Regions from separate parts of the Macaca mulatta genome. Here region 2 is linked to region 1. Evidence: chromatin contacts called from public Hi-C data. All regions are on one chromosome and are shown on one strand. Each heading gives the region's core, a stretch centred on a gene start, on an enhancer-like site or on the middle of the called end of the contact. The rest is flanking DNA. Distances are from core to core; before and after follow the strand shown.

Region 1 (5,930 bases), core at 2,627-5,126:
TTGATTAGTAACATGGACATGGCTGGTTCTGAAAGCTTCATGTAAAATGTCTCCTGGTACCCAGTTCTCCTGCCTGGATATATCAGGTTCCACGCTTTGTGGCAGGAGGTCTTGTGCTTTAGAATACATAAGTAACAACTGCTTTACATGTTAAAAATGCAGAGTCCTGGGCCCACAAAGATTCAGATTCCACGGAGCTGAGTGGTAAAGGCCCAAAACTTGCCTTTTATGAAGCTTTTCTGGAATTCTTACAGTGGCCTGAGAGGCCTTCTGTTCACTGGCTGTCTCATTTTATTCTAGCCACACCGTTACCATTGATGTCTGTAAAAATTCCAGGTATTGGAGCTGTACCTTGGCTGCTCCCTCTATCTGAAAAGCTCTGTCCTCCAGGTATCTCCAGGTATTTCCTTCAAGCCATGGCAGAAATCTCACGTTTCAACAAGTCTTACTCTGATGTTCCCATTTAATATAGCATCAGGACAACCCTCACCCCACCTATATCCTTTACCCTATTTTATGTTTTTCCCCAAAACATGTTACCTTTCAAAGTCCTATATAATTTATTACTTACATTTATTGTCTATCCCATTCTTCCTCCAAATCCTCTCCTCCCGCTGGAATGCAAGCTCTAAGAAAGCAGGGAACTTTCATTTGTTCACTGATGTATCTTAAGAATCTTCGGCACATAGCCGGCATTCAATAAATATTTTTTGAATGAAAGTAATTTCAGTTCAAAGTGATTTTCTGACAACACTATGAAAAATGCCATACAACCATGTAGCCATTAATTATTTTACTTTCTTAATGTCTGAAAATGCAGATTACCACATTTTCTTTCCCTTTGAACCTGAGAAGTGGTAAGAAGGATGCATGATGAAAAGAAAGCTCCTGCTTCCTTGCTGATGCTCCATATGGGTGCCAGGCTGGGGCAGCAGTGCCCCACCCAGCCTCACTTCCCATAGAGCTTCTTAGAGCTGCATGCCCAGTTTTCTACCAATGCTAGTTTTGTCTCTGGGGGCTTTCTGGGAAGAGTTTTTTGATTACTCTATTGCCCTTACATGCAAGCAACTGGACATTGACTAAATATGGATAGCATGTTTGGGATACAGACAGAAAATATGGGTTATAAAGGAGATTCACTTGGAGAAGAAAAGCCATGCAGCCTTTTGGAGAGAAATCCCCAATCAGAAGGCCGTTGGGACTGACCACAGGAATAAGCAACCACAATAGACAATGCTTTCTATAAGTCCTCTGTAGGTCAGGCTCTGGAGTGGATGGTGCTGATTTGCTCCAAATCTTTAGTGGCCCTCTCTCCACTCGGGAGGTTGAGGCGGGAGGATTGCTTGAGACTGAAAGGGAGAGGCTGCAGTGAGCCAAGATCATGCAACTGCACTCCAGCCTGGGTGATGGAGCAAGACCCTGTCACCAGAAAAAAAAAAAAAAAAGAAAAAAAAAGGATTCTTCCCAGCAGAGAGGATGTCACCTAGTTACGCATATTCATAATAGTTTTACTTTACTTCAACTCAATGCAGGTTATCTTCTTTCCATCGTCATGACTCTGAAACAAAGTAATTATTTAAAATTTGTCAAATTTTGACTAAAACTCTGTTCAGGGATCCTCTTTGAAGGTGGGATCAAATCATCAAAATAGATGTATATCTGCCTGGTTTTCCTTAAAAAATATTTTAACTAACGACTGGAGTATCTTAATATTCCCATTATTCTCTTTAGTCTTTTAAAGAGGTATTCAACTAACATTCATTCTAGTGAAGTAAAACACTGCCTGCTACTTGCCTTTGCTTAGTTTCTGGGAGCTTGGGCAGCTGCTGTTGTGTTTGTTGAAGGGAAACTGGATTCTTAAAGAAACTGCTTAATCTTCTCTATTAAGCAATTAAATAAAACGCTCTCTGGGAGTATGTAGCAGGTGGGTTTGAAAGTGAAAAAAATTTCAAAAATTACATTTTGTGCGTTAAATGGATGTTTAAAATGCAACGGCATACATTTAAAAGAAAATGATGATTGGGACAGTTTTTTAAATTAAAGCCTTCAAGTTGAAAAAGACTGGATATTGAAGAACCTATACAATGAAAGAAGAAGTTGCTTAAGTGGAAGTAGGCACTGAATTTAAATGAGATCAACCTAAGAGGAGGACGAAGTGAAACTTACGCCAAATTGTTCAGATTTTTCTCCTCTGAGAAAAAAAAATCGGTTAAAAAAATGTATCACCGCTTTATTTGGCAGAGTTGCCCTTCACGGCACTGTTGCCATAGCATAGGGACCTCAGAAATACACTGATTGTAGGCCAGAATGAACAACAAAACAAACCCGGAACCAGCGGCGCTATTCTCGCAGGCATTAAGGGGCTGCCCTTCCTTTGTAATGCATTCATTTTTAATGAAAAGGGAAGGGGATATTTTATATGTCCTGACATTTGGTCCCTTTCCGCGAAATTTGAAACTCGAGACACAAAACATTCCGCAGTTGTTGGTGAAGTACCTGCTTTAAAAGCAGAACCACAGTTATTGTCTTTGGCCCGGAATTCCTGAGACTCATTTCCACCCCTCCCACGGAGTCACCTGCTCAGGGGGAACCCCGGCCAGAAAGCCGGGTCGCACCAGGTCAAATCTTGCGCGTCTCTTGTTTACTCCGCCCCGGGCAGGGCGGCGGCGCGGCCGGGGGGTGGGGAGGACGGATGGGAACTGCGGCGCCCTGGGCGCTCGGCTTGGCTCCGCAGGGCGCGGGGACTGGGGCGCCCGGGAGGGGCTGCGCGCTGTCCCCGCTCGGCCGGGAGACCACCCGGAGGAGGCACTCCGGGCACCGGCCCGGCCCAGCAGTCACTGGTCGCGCTCGGGCACCGTGGCCGCCTGGGAACCTCCCCTGAGGGTGCACACCAGTCCACATAGGCAGGGTAACGGCCCGAGGGAGCCCCGGTGTCCCCCGGGTGTCGCCCGGCCTGGGAGGAAGCCCAGAGCTTCGGCACCCACTCGCCTGGGATTCTCCGCCCCCCGGCCCCGCTCTCCCAGGGCTGGGTGTGATTTCAACTCCGGTCCCTTCCGTGGAGAGGGAAGTGCACAGGCTGAAGGTGGCAGCTCGCCCCGAGGTTCCAGCGCGGCCCACCAGGAAACCGGCAGCTGCTCCTCGCGCCGCTGCCCACACCTATTTGAATTCCCCGGCGAGGGCGGGCCGCGGTCCCAGAGCTGGGGGCCCCGGGGGCACCCTGGTGAGTGACCCCAGAGAAGGCAATTCGGGCGTTTAGAGCACGTGAAAAGTTCGCGCGCCCGCAGGGGCAGGGAAAGTGCTAGTAAAACACTGCGAAGCTCCAGAAACGCAGCCAGGAGCCAGTCTGATTTTGCTTTTCTTTATCGGTAATTGTGAGTAGAGGCAGGGGCGAGGAGAGGCCAGGGTTCCGGAGTACTGGGACTAAATCTAAGGACACTACTAATTATACAATTCCGTTCGTCAGGAAGGCAGACGACGATTCTCTGGGAAATGGGGAAGGGGTGGGGACGGAGGAGGTTTCCACATCCTTAGAGAAAATTCTCAGGCTCCTAGAGATGCCCAAGTTTTTTTGCATGACAAGCAGACACCGACTCTCCGGGGAGTTCCCCGCTCCGACCGAGCGAGTGCGCGGCCGCGATCTCCCTGCCCGGAGCGGCAGCCGTGGGGCCGGGCCCTGCCCTCCCGACCGCCTCCCTCCCCCGTCCCCCGCGCGCCGCACATCCCTCTCTCGCTCGCTGGCTCCAGACTGGTTTTTCTGGTTCAGCCTCCCTCCCTGGGACGCGCTGGGGGATCCGATGACGTCGCTGGCTGAGTCTCTCCCTCTTCCTCCCTCCCTCCCTCCCTCCGCCTCTCCCCCCAGTCCGCCCTCGCCGCGCACTCCTCCTAGTAACTTCTGTTCGGGGAGGCGCTGCCAGGAATAACCCGGTGCGTCCACAGCCCGGGAGGGGAGGCGGCCGCTGCGGCTCCCGCACGCAGACAGCTGCGGCCCGGGCCTCGCGGCTCCCGCCTGAGTCCGGCGGCTCCTACCCCGGGCCCATCTCCGTACAGTGTCAGAAAAATAAATAAAGGCAAGAGGAGCCTGGGCTGGCGGTCGGGATCTCTTCCCTCCCTCCGCGCCCGCCCTCCCTCTGTCCTTAAGGAAATGCTACCAGACACCCCCCACCAGACACGCTCAGCCTTGGCGAGGAGCGGCCGCCGCGGCAGCAAGAACAAGGGCACCAGGGGGGTTTCCTCCCCCTCCTCCTCTCCCTCCTCCTCCTCCCCGTCCTCCTTCTCCTCCTCCTCAGCGGTGACTTTCCAGGTGAGCGGCCGCCGCGGCTGCGAGGATCCCCCTCGCCCGCTCGGGCTTGGGCCGCCGCGTCGCGACCTCCTCCCGCCCCTGTCACCCGGCGGCGGCCGGGAGCTGACAGCCGCCCGAGGGGCTCGCGGCCCGGAGGCGGGCGGCCGGCGGGAGGCGGGCTGGAGGTGAGGGGGTGGAGAGGAGGAGAGCAGGGCGCCGCCGAGCGCCGTCGCTCCCCGGAGGAGGGTCTCCGCACAAACATCTTCGGTGACTGTGGCACAAGTCTTTGCCAAGTTGTGTCTTGGACCTTGACGCTCCCCGGAGCCCAGAGCAACTTGGAGGGTCTCCCGGCTTGTTCACAGCGTTCCTCCACGTCTCGCCTCTGGGGTGCTGGGTGCAGCCTCGGGGTGCGCGGTGGGCGGACCGGCCACCGCGAGAGCGGAGCGGCGGGAATCTAGGTCCCTCCTCGGCTCGGTAAGTGGCCTGGGCGCTGGGTTTTTCCTGCCTCCTTCGGCGCTGGTAGCTTGTTTCACTTTATATTGGAATCGCCGCCGCCTAACTCCGTTCCCCGCTCCCCGGCGCGTGCCCCTAGCCCCTTCCCGGTGGCCGAAGGGTGAGGGTCGGAGGGGGCGGGGATGGGGGGAGACCGTGGGAGGGGTGTCGGGCGCGTGGGGAAATGCGGGGAATACCCTGGCCGCGGATCTATGCAGATGAGGAGAGGCTGCTTTGCGTAATGTCCTGGGGGGAGGGGGCCGCGCGGGAGCGCTGGAGGCAGGAATGTGCCTGCTTACTAATGAGCGACGTGCACCGGCGCGCACGGCCCGGCCACCGCTGCGGCTGCGGCGGCCGGCGGGGGCCCGTTGTCAGGTAGCGGGGGAGGGGGCCGCGGCGCGCGGCGCGGGCGGCCGGGCTGGCGGGCGGCGCGAGGCCCGGGCCGCCGGCCTGCGGCCGAGCGAGCGCAGCGAAGGCGCTGGCTCTGGGCATTTCAGTGACTCCCTTTACCTCCGAGGCAAGGAAGGAAAGAAGGAGAGAAGGAAGGAAACGAGGAAGGAGGGGACTGTCTCGATGGAAGGTTCAGGCGGAGGCGCCCTCGCCTTGCGGGTGCACCGGCCGCAGAGCGGCTCTGGCAGCTGCCGGCTGGACCCGCGCGCGTGGAGACGGGTGGGGGCGGTTTGCATGCGTGTTTGTCTGTGCGTCTGGCCGGGGATCGGGAAGGGACATGTGTGTTTGGGCTGTGCACTGTGGGGAGCTGGGTCTGCGCCTTTATGTCTGTTCCCTGAAGTGGGTGGAACGTTGGCCCGTTCCGGGAATGTTCCATGACGTGGTGCAGCCACAGGAAGGGGGTTAACGAGGGGCTCTCTGCCGCGGCAGCACTGCCGGCTGCTATCAAAGCAGATGTGCTGCTGCTCCTCCTCCTCTTTCACCTCCTTTCACCCCCACCCCCCGCCTTTCCATTCTGTGCCTCTGGTACTGGTAGGGGTGAGACAGGAAAACATTGCTCTGGGTGTGTGCGTGTGTGTGTGTGTGTGAGTGAGAGGTTGGGGGAGGGGGTGCTGATGTGCATGTGTGGGGTCTGTCATATTTGTTGGTGGGGTGGGGGGGGTAGACTCCAGATCCGTTCTGCTACCCCAGCTGTTATCACAGATCGGTG
Region 2 (6,316 bases), core at 3,771-6,270, 130 kb before region 1:
AAATCAAGATGTCTTAAATCCATCATCAATATTTTACATTTTCTAAAAAATCTAGTTCATGGTTTTTAAAGAAGTTGATTCTGACTCATCTGTTAGACACTCTACCATACACATATGAATAACGTTCTGGTTGATATATTTTTAAATTCCTATCATTTTGAATATTTTTGGGAGAAGACAGGACGAGAAAAGAATATTCAATGAAAATTTGGGAAGAGAAAGCTTCCATTTACTTAAACATTTACTAAACACCTATTATACCGCAAACACTACTTTAAGACCTCAAAATACATTTGCCTTTTTCTTTTCATTTATTTATGTTGGTTTTATCCTAATTCTTCTTTATTACCTTTTGGGGCAATTATCTTGTAACATGTAGCATAATCACTTTGCTAGTAAATGAGTGAATGAATCCACACCACTTGAGGAAAATTCATCGGCTGTGATATTGACTAAGAAAACGTTAATATTTGATCAACAGCTAGTTTAAATTTTCTTTCTTTCCAGCTTATTTCCAATTAAGTGTATTCCTTCTCCTGGCCTGTCAGGTTACATATTGATAGTCTCTGAAATACTTCACAGTAAAGACCTAGTTTTTCCAATGTTGTCCATATCAGGCCTCTAAGCTGAAGCTCAGCCATTGTAACCCCTGTGACCTGCACACATACGTCCAGATGGCCTGCAGGACCTAAGAAGTCTGGGACAGTCGAAAAACCACAAAAGAAGTAAAACAGCCAGTTCCTGCCTTAACTGATTAACCAACATTACAACATTCCACCATTGTGACTTGCCCCTTCCCTACCTTAACTGATCGATCGACCTTGTGGCATTCCTCTTCTGGACAGTAAGTCTTATGATCTCCCCACCTATGTACCTTGTGACCCCCTTCTCTGCTAACAATAAATAACCACCTTTTACTGTAATTTTCCATTACCTACCCAACTCCTATACAGCAACTCCTTCCCCATCTTCCTTCGCTGACTTCTTTCTCGGACACAGTCCGCCTGTACCCAGAGAATTAAAAGCTTTATTGCTCACACAAAGCCTGTTTGGTGGTCTCTTTACACAGACACGCTTGACAGTCCAGTCTTTACAGATTCTCATATTGCCCACTGTTACACGTATGTATGTCTCCTCCACATAATTTCATGGATGAAGTAGGAAAAAACTTGCCTTTTTGTTAAAGCTAAAATTAACCAGTTATCTACTATACATAAAGGGCTAGCTGAGTCACTGCATTTATTTCATATAAGTACAAAAACAGTTAAGTTTTTTTCTAAGTCAGAAGCTTTAAAGCCAAGTATACTAGTTTTCTATTACTGTGGTAACCAATTGCTATCAATTGAATGGCTTAAACGACACAAATTTATTATTTTACAATCTGGAGGTCAGAAGTCCAAAATATGCTAAAATTAAGCTGTCAGCAGGTATGTGTTCCTGGAAACTATAGGAGGAAAACCATTTTCTTCTCCTCTCCAGCTTCTAGACACCTCTCACACTCCTTGTCTCCTGGCTCCATCCTCCATCTTCAAACCCAGCATTGTCAAATCTCTCTACGACTTTCTTCCAGTCACATCTTCCTCCAACAATCTCTTGTCTTCTGTTTCCCTATTCCTTTCAAGGACCCTTGTAATTACATTGGGCCCAATGGGGTAACTCAGGATAGTTACCCTATTTTAAGGTCAATTGATTTGCAATCTTAATTCCATCTGCAACCTTAATTTCCCTTTGCCATATAACCTAATGTATTCACAGGTTCCTGGCATGAGAATGTAAACATCTTTGGAGCCCCATTATTCTGCCTACCACACCAAGACAGTGTTCTTTTTCCATTTATTAGCTTCAGTTTTCCAAAAGCACCTTAGTTCTCTTACAGTTTCTCAATACTAGGAAAAGAAACCATTGGAGAATAACAGTATAAGATTACTGGTAGCAACAATATGCAATTCAGTTTTTGACCATAAGCTCTGAATCTACTGGAATGACCCTCATACCCAAAGAGAGATATGAATACAGCCAGAATGGCCACTGCCACATAACTGTGCTCCCAGATGCACGCAGCCTGAGATTCCTGACTCAGATCCTGGTAAACTGAAGCCATGGAACATGGAATCCAAGTGTGACTACCAGGATAAATGATTCCTGCAATCCAAGTTGGCTAGAAAAAAGGGCCCTCTCATTACAATTTTAAAAAGTTAAATCCTCTTGCAAAATTACTCCAATAAACTTAGACTCATTAATATTGTACAAGGCACTAGGTAATAAAGTTTACAGTCTTTTTAACATTAAAAGTGAAAAGCAAAATGGCTAAATTATAGTAGCCTAATCTTTTAATGCCATTACTGAGGATTGACAGGTTGGTTGTTTTAACAGCTGTACAATGCTTAAGCTCTAAGGATTCCAAATCTCAAATAATAAAAAGAATAACACTTTGCGTGAATGTTTTTATGACTATATCTCAGACATACTTTCTCACAGGAATTCTTGGTTAAAGATTATTATATTTCAATCAGGAGCCACAGAGTAAAAAATTACAATGGCTGGCTAAAGTTCCTATACAATCTGAAGCTAAATATGAAGCAAAGTAAATGTTCCACATTTGAATCTACTGTGTGACTTCAGGGATAGAAAAAAAAAAAGTCCTTTATGGTGATTAGTATTTAAATCAGGCAAGTGCAATCACTGAATGCTAAAAGATAAATTATATGACAGCATATCAAGCCGACTCTACTATGGTCTCATGTCACACAAAGGTTATGAGAGGTATATTGTTTCTTCTGAGCCTTGTTTTTTAACGCACAGTAAGCAATGCCAATTACGAAAAGCAGGCATCTCTTGGGTTAACCAACACCCTCAATTTCTACCTCTGTTCACCTGCTGACCCCTCCCCTTGCTCCCACAACACAGCATCTACTGTAAGAGTGGTGCTGAGGGCTGTTTCTAGTACCTATGGCTCTCACGGCATATCTGTATTTTCACCCAGCACTGCTCCTTAGCAACATTCAAATGGGCCAACTCTAAGTAAGATCTGACTTAGGAATGGGATAAGGTAGTGTCCCAAAAGGAGTTTTGCTCACAGACCCTCAAAGAATTCTGAAAATCTGTGCACATATTTTTAAATAACATCTCAACATCCTTAACATAGTTAAGTGTAAACACTTGAAAAAGGGACATCTTTCTGGCGCTCTATGGCTGGTATGCTTGCTTCATATACATATGCATCAGAACCTCAGGGTTGCAGATTTAGCTCATTCAATGTATGGAAAATGTCTGCGACACAACATAATTGGCAAAACCAATCCTCATTGACAGCCAATCAACCCAATAAGACTTTCTGTCAAGACAACTCCAACACTGTTGTTCAATCAAATAGAAAGATAGTCCTGGTGACAGCCATCTATCTTCTGGAAGCTAAAAGGAACAGACAGAAAAATACACCCCAGAGCCTTGTCACGTGCTCCTCACTTGGATGAATGGGGAGAATGAAAGAATTGGCAGGCATCACCCATGTTCAGAGGGAAATTAGTTTCAAGCAGACTTGGAAGACGAGGATCTGAAAATTAAAACCCTTGAAACATTCTATGCCCTGTGAAGTCTTGTGGGCCTAAGGGTATGTGCACAGTTTGGAGACTCCTGGGCAAAAGAATTGAAATTCCACTCTGAAAGCATCTAATATAATGCAAATATAAGGTGTTATTTTTAAACCAAAAGCCTCTCTGCATTTCTTTGAGGCATCCTAAGGCTTTGGAAATTTTTAAAACAGGTATCATGTTCTCTTCATCAGAATGGAGGGTCAACAAGAGATTATAATCTTGCTGGTGTGGCCAACCTAGTGTATAGTCTTGGATAAACAGTTCAGGGAGTCCCAGGAATTGGTTCTACAATTTCTCTGAGTGCTTTCGAACTTCACTGCTTTTGTTTTAAGCCTCTTCCTAATAATCTTTTAGCGTGTGTCTTAATCACCTTTACCCTGAAATTCCTAGGTCCATCCATGAGTTCATTATTGGGCCTTATGCCTATGTTCTGTTCTCCAGGGGGGTTGAAGAGGGCCTTTTACTGCCAGAAATAGAAAAACTTTCAAAATGATATACTAATAATAACCGGCACCTGTCAAGATTATCATATTGTGCCAACAGAGGAGCTGCTTATGCAAACTACTGTAAACTTGTACATCGGAAGACAGAGAAGTGTGTACCGTCACCTTGGAAATGCACTTTGAAAATCTCTGTCTCCTAACATTTACGGGGTAAAGGTTGAAAGTAAATTATTGACAAAGGGTGGGGGAAAAAACAGATGCAAAGAAGACAACTTTATTAGGTGCTTTCTCTCCCTTATGAGAAGGGTTTGATTCTTTCAGGTGAAGTTCCAAATCACTAGACAATACCCAGTTTCCTTCAGTTGCACCAAGTTCATCCCACGGTGGGTGCTTTGAAAAGCACCTTGAGGGCGAATGGGTCTCAGGCCACTCATGATCAGGTCCGATGCTTTTGTTAGTTGAAGATTCTTCCCGTGTCACCTCTTAGAAGCAGTTCGGTGTCCCCCTCCAAAGAGCCCACCACCTGGCTGCGCCCCACCTCCATTTGTCCCCCAGCTGCCAGGTAAGGGTAACCCAGCCAGGTAAGGGTGAGTGGTTCAGAAGATGCCGCTGCGGGGGCAGCCAGGCCTTCACACGCAATCACTGGGGAAGAGGCGAGGACACGGGTGGATGCTGGAGGCGCGCACGTGCGCAGGTGCTCGCGCATCCACACACACACACACACACACACACACACACACACACACACACACACACACACAGAGGCACGGGGTGCGGGGCGACTAGGGGGAGGGGACGGCCTTACCAGATCAATAAACGTCAGGAATTTCCAGCTCCCTCCGTAGGTCTGGTGCGAGGGCATTTCGATGGCCTTGTAGTTACACAGGATAGAGCAGTAGGACAGCAGGATTGCCACCCGCAGCACCTGGCAGGGGACAAGCGCCATGTTCGCCAGAGGCCTGGGCTGGCTGGGCGGCGAGGAGGGCGGGAGGGAGGGAGGGAGACGCCCGGCGCGTGGGGGCGGGCGCCGTGGGAACACTGGCGCGGGGCGGGAGCTGGCGAGGGGCGGGGGCGGGGCGGGGCGGGGCGGGGGCGGCGAGGGGGCTGGGCGCGCGACCCCGGGGACTGGCGCGGCCGCGAGCGCCCGGGTGACCTGTACTGGCTGGGCGCGGATTGCGGACGCTCTCTACTGCCGGCCACGGCCTGGCAGGCGGCATGTCGTCATCTCTTTCGTCACCTTCGTCATTCTGCTCTTGCGATCGCAGGGTCCCGGGACACGCGGCCGGGGCACCCCCTAGGAGTCCTAGGAGTGGGTGCGACCTCTGAGTGCGACGGAGGCTCGGGAAGTGCGCGCTGATCTCCAGGGGGAAGCGGGGCCTGTGGCTAGTGGGCGCCGGGCCGGGTGAGGGGGCGGGGAACCTAGATTGAAGGAGGGGACCCCAGTGTCCACAAATGTCCCCCCACCTCCCGGAATCGCGGTGATGCTTCTTGGGGTAGTTGCAGTTGGTTGAGAGCGGGTGACCAGTGCGGAGAGATCCAGTGGGGGTGTGAACGTGGGGTGTAAACCCGAGCACATTCAGCCACGAGTGACTTTCGGTATTTTAGAGCAATAAAGTTTTCAGTGTTGACTGACGACTGTCAATCACTAGGAAACTCTAAATTCTGCTTTCAATGGGTAGGCTACGCAGCACTTTTCCACCAGAGATTGATTAATGTCATATTAGTATGTAACATCAGCTAGAATATGAACTTTGGACAAGTGGTTTGTAAATAAAAAGCTATAAAGAAAGGATTATCAAATAACTTTCTGCCACAGGATTGCATTCAGCTTTAAAAAAAAAATCCAAGTGTGGATGTAAAACCCCTGCGTGTAATTTAATACTAATCTTTTGGGTGTTAAACTGGTTTTGCCCTTTTACTTATTTTTTTCTTACACTGCACTACCAGGGCTTAATGGAAGGAAAATAAATATAAACTGGAATCCCTCCTGCCTTCCAGTAAATGTTGTCACACTGAAGTTGCATCAGTCTGTGGGCAACATTTTCATTTCAGCCAACCAGATGCAGGGTCGGATTATGAAAAGGCAACATAGGTATTTCCTGTGGATCCATTTAAAACAGGTGTCCTCTCCAAATAGTCTCTGAGTCAGAGGATGTGGAGGGAGGGCTGGTGGGGAGAAGCATAGTGGTAGAGGTAAAGAGAAAGTAGCAAGCCATGGATGTTTTCCTGAATGTTTCCAATCAAGGTCTAAACTAGATTTTTAAAATTGGCATTATAATT

What was found. A called contact is a pair of places that touch in the nucleus more often than the background predicts.
Region 2: a contact with region 1 is called in a Hi-C map of fetal cortical plate, with 3 times the contacts expected there. The contact joins the promoter of AIG1 here to the promoter of HIVEP2 in region 1. A contact is called at or near these places in 2 of 14 Hi-C or Micro-C datasets (fetal cortex germinal zone and fetal cortical plate).

Annotation. Positions count from the first base shown.
Region 1 is chr4:48,189,962-48,195,891 of T2T-MMU8v2.0, reverse strand. HIVEP2 (HIVEP zinc finger 2) reads left to right here and starts at 3,876. Exons shown (of 11, transcript XM_077999484.1): 1 at 3,876-4,300.
Region 2 is chr4:48,318,522-48,324,837 of T2T-MMU8v2.0, reverse strand. AIG1 (androgen induced 1) reads right to left here and starts at 5,020. Exons shown (of 6, transcript NM_001260565.1): 1 at 4,842-5,020. The coding sequence starts at 4,982.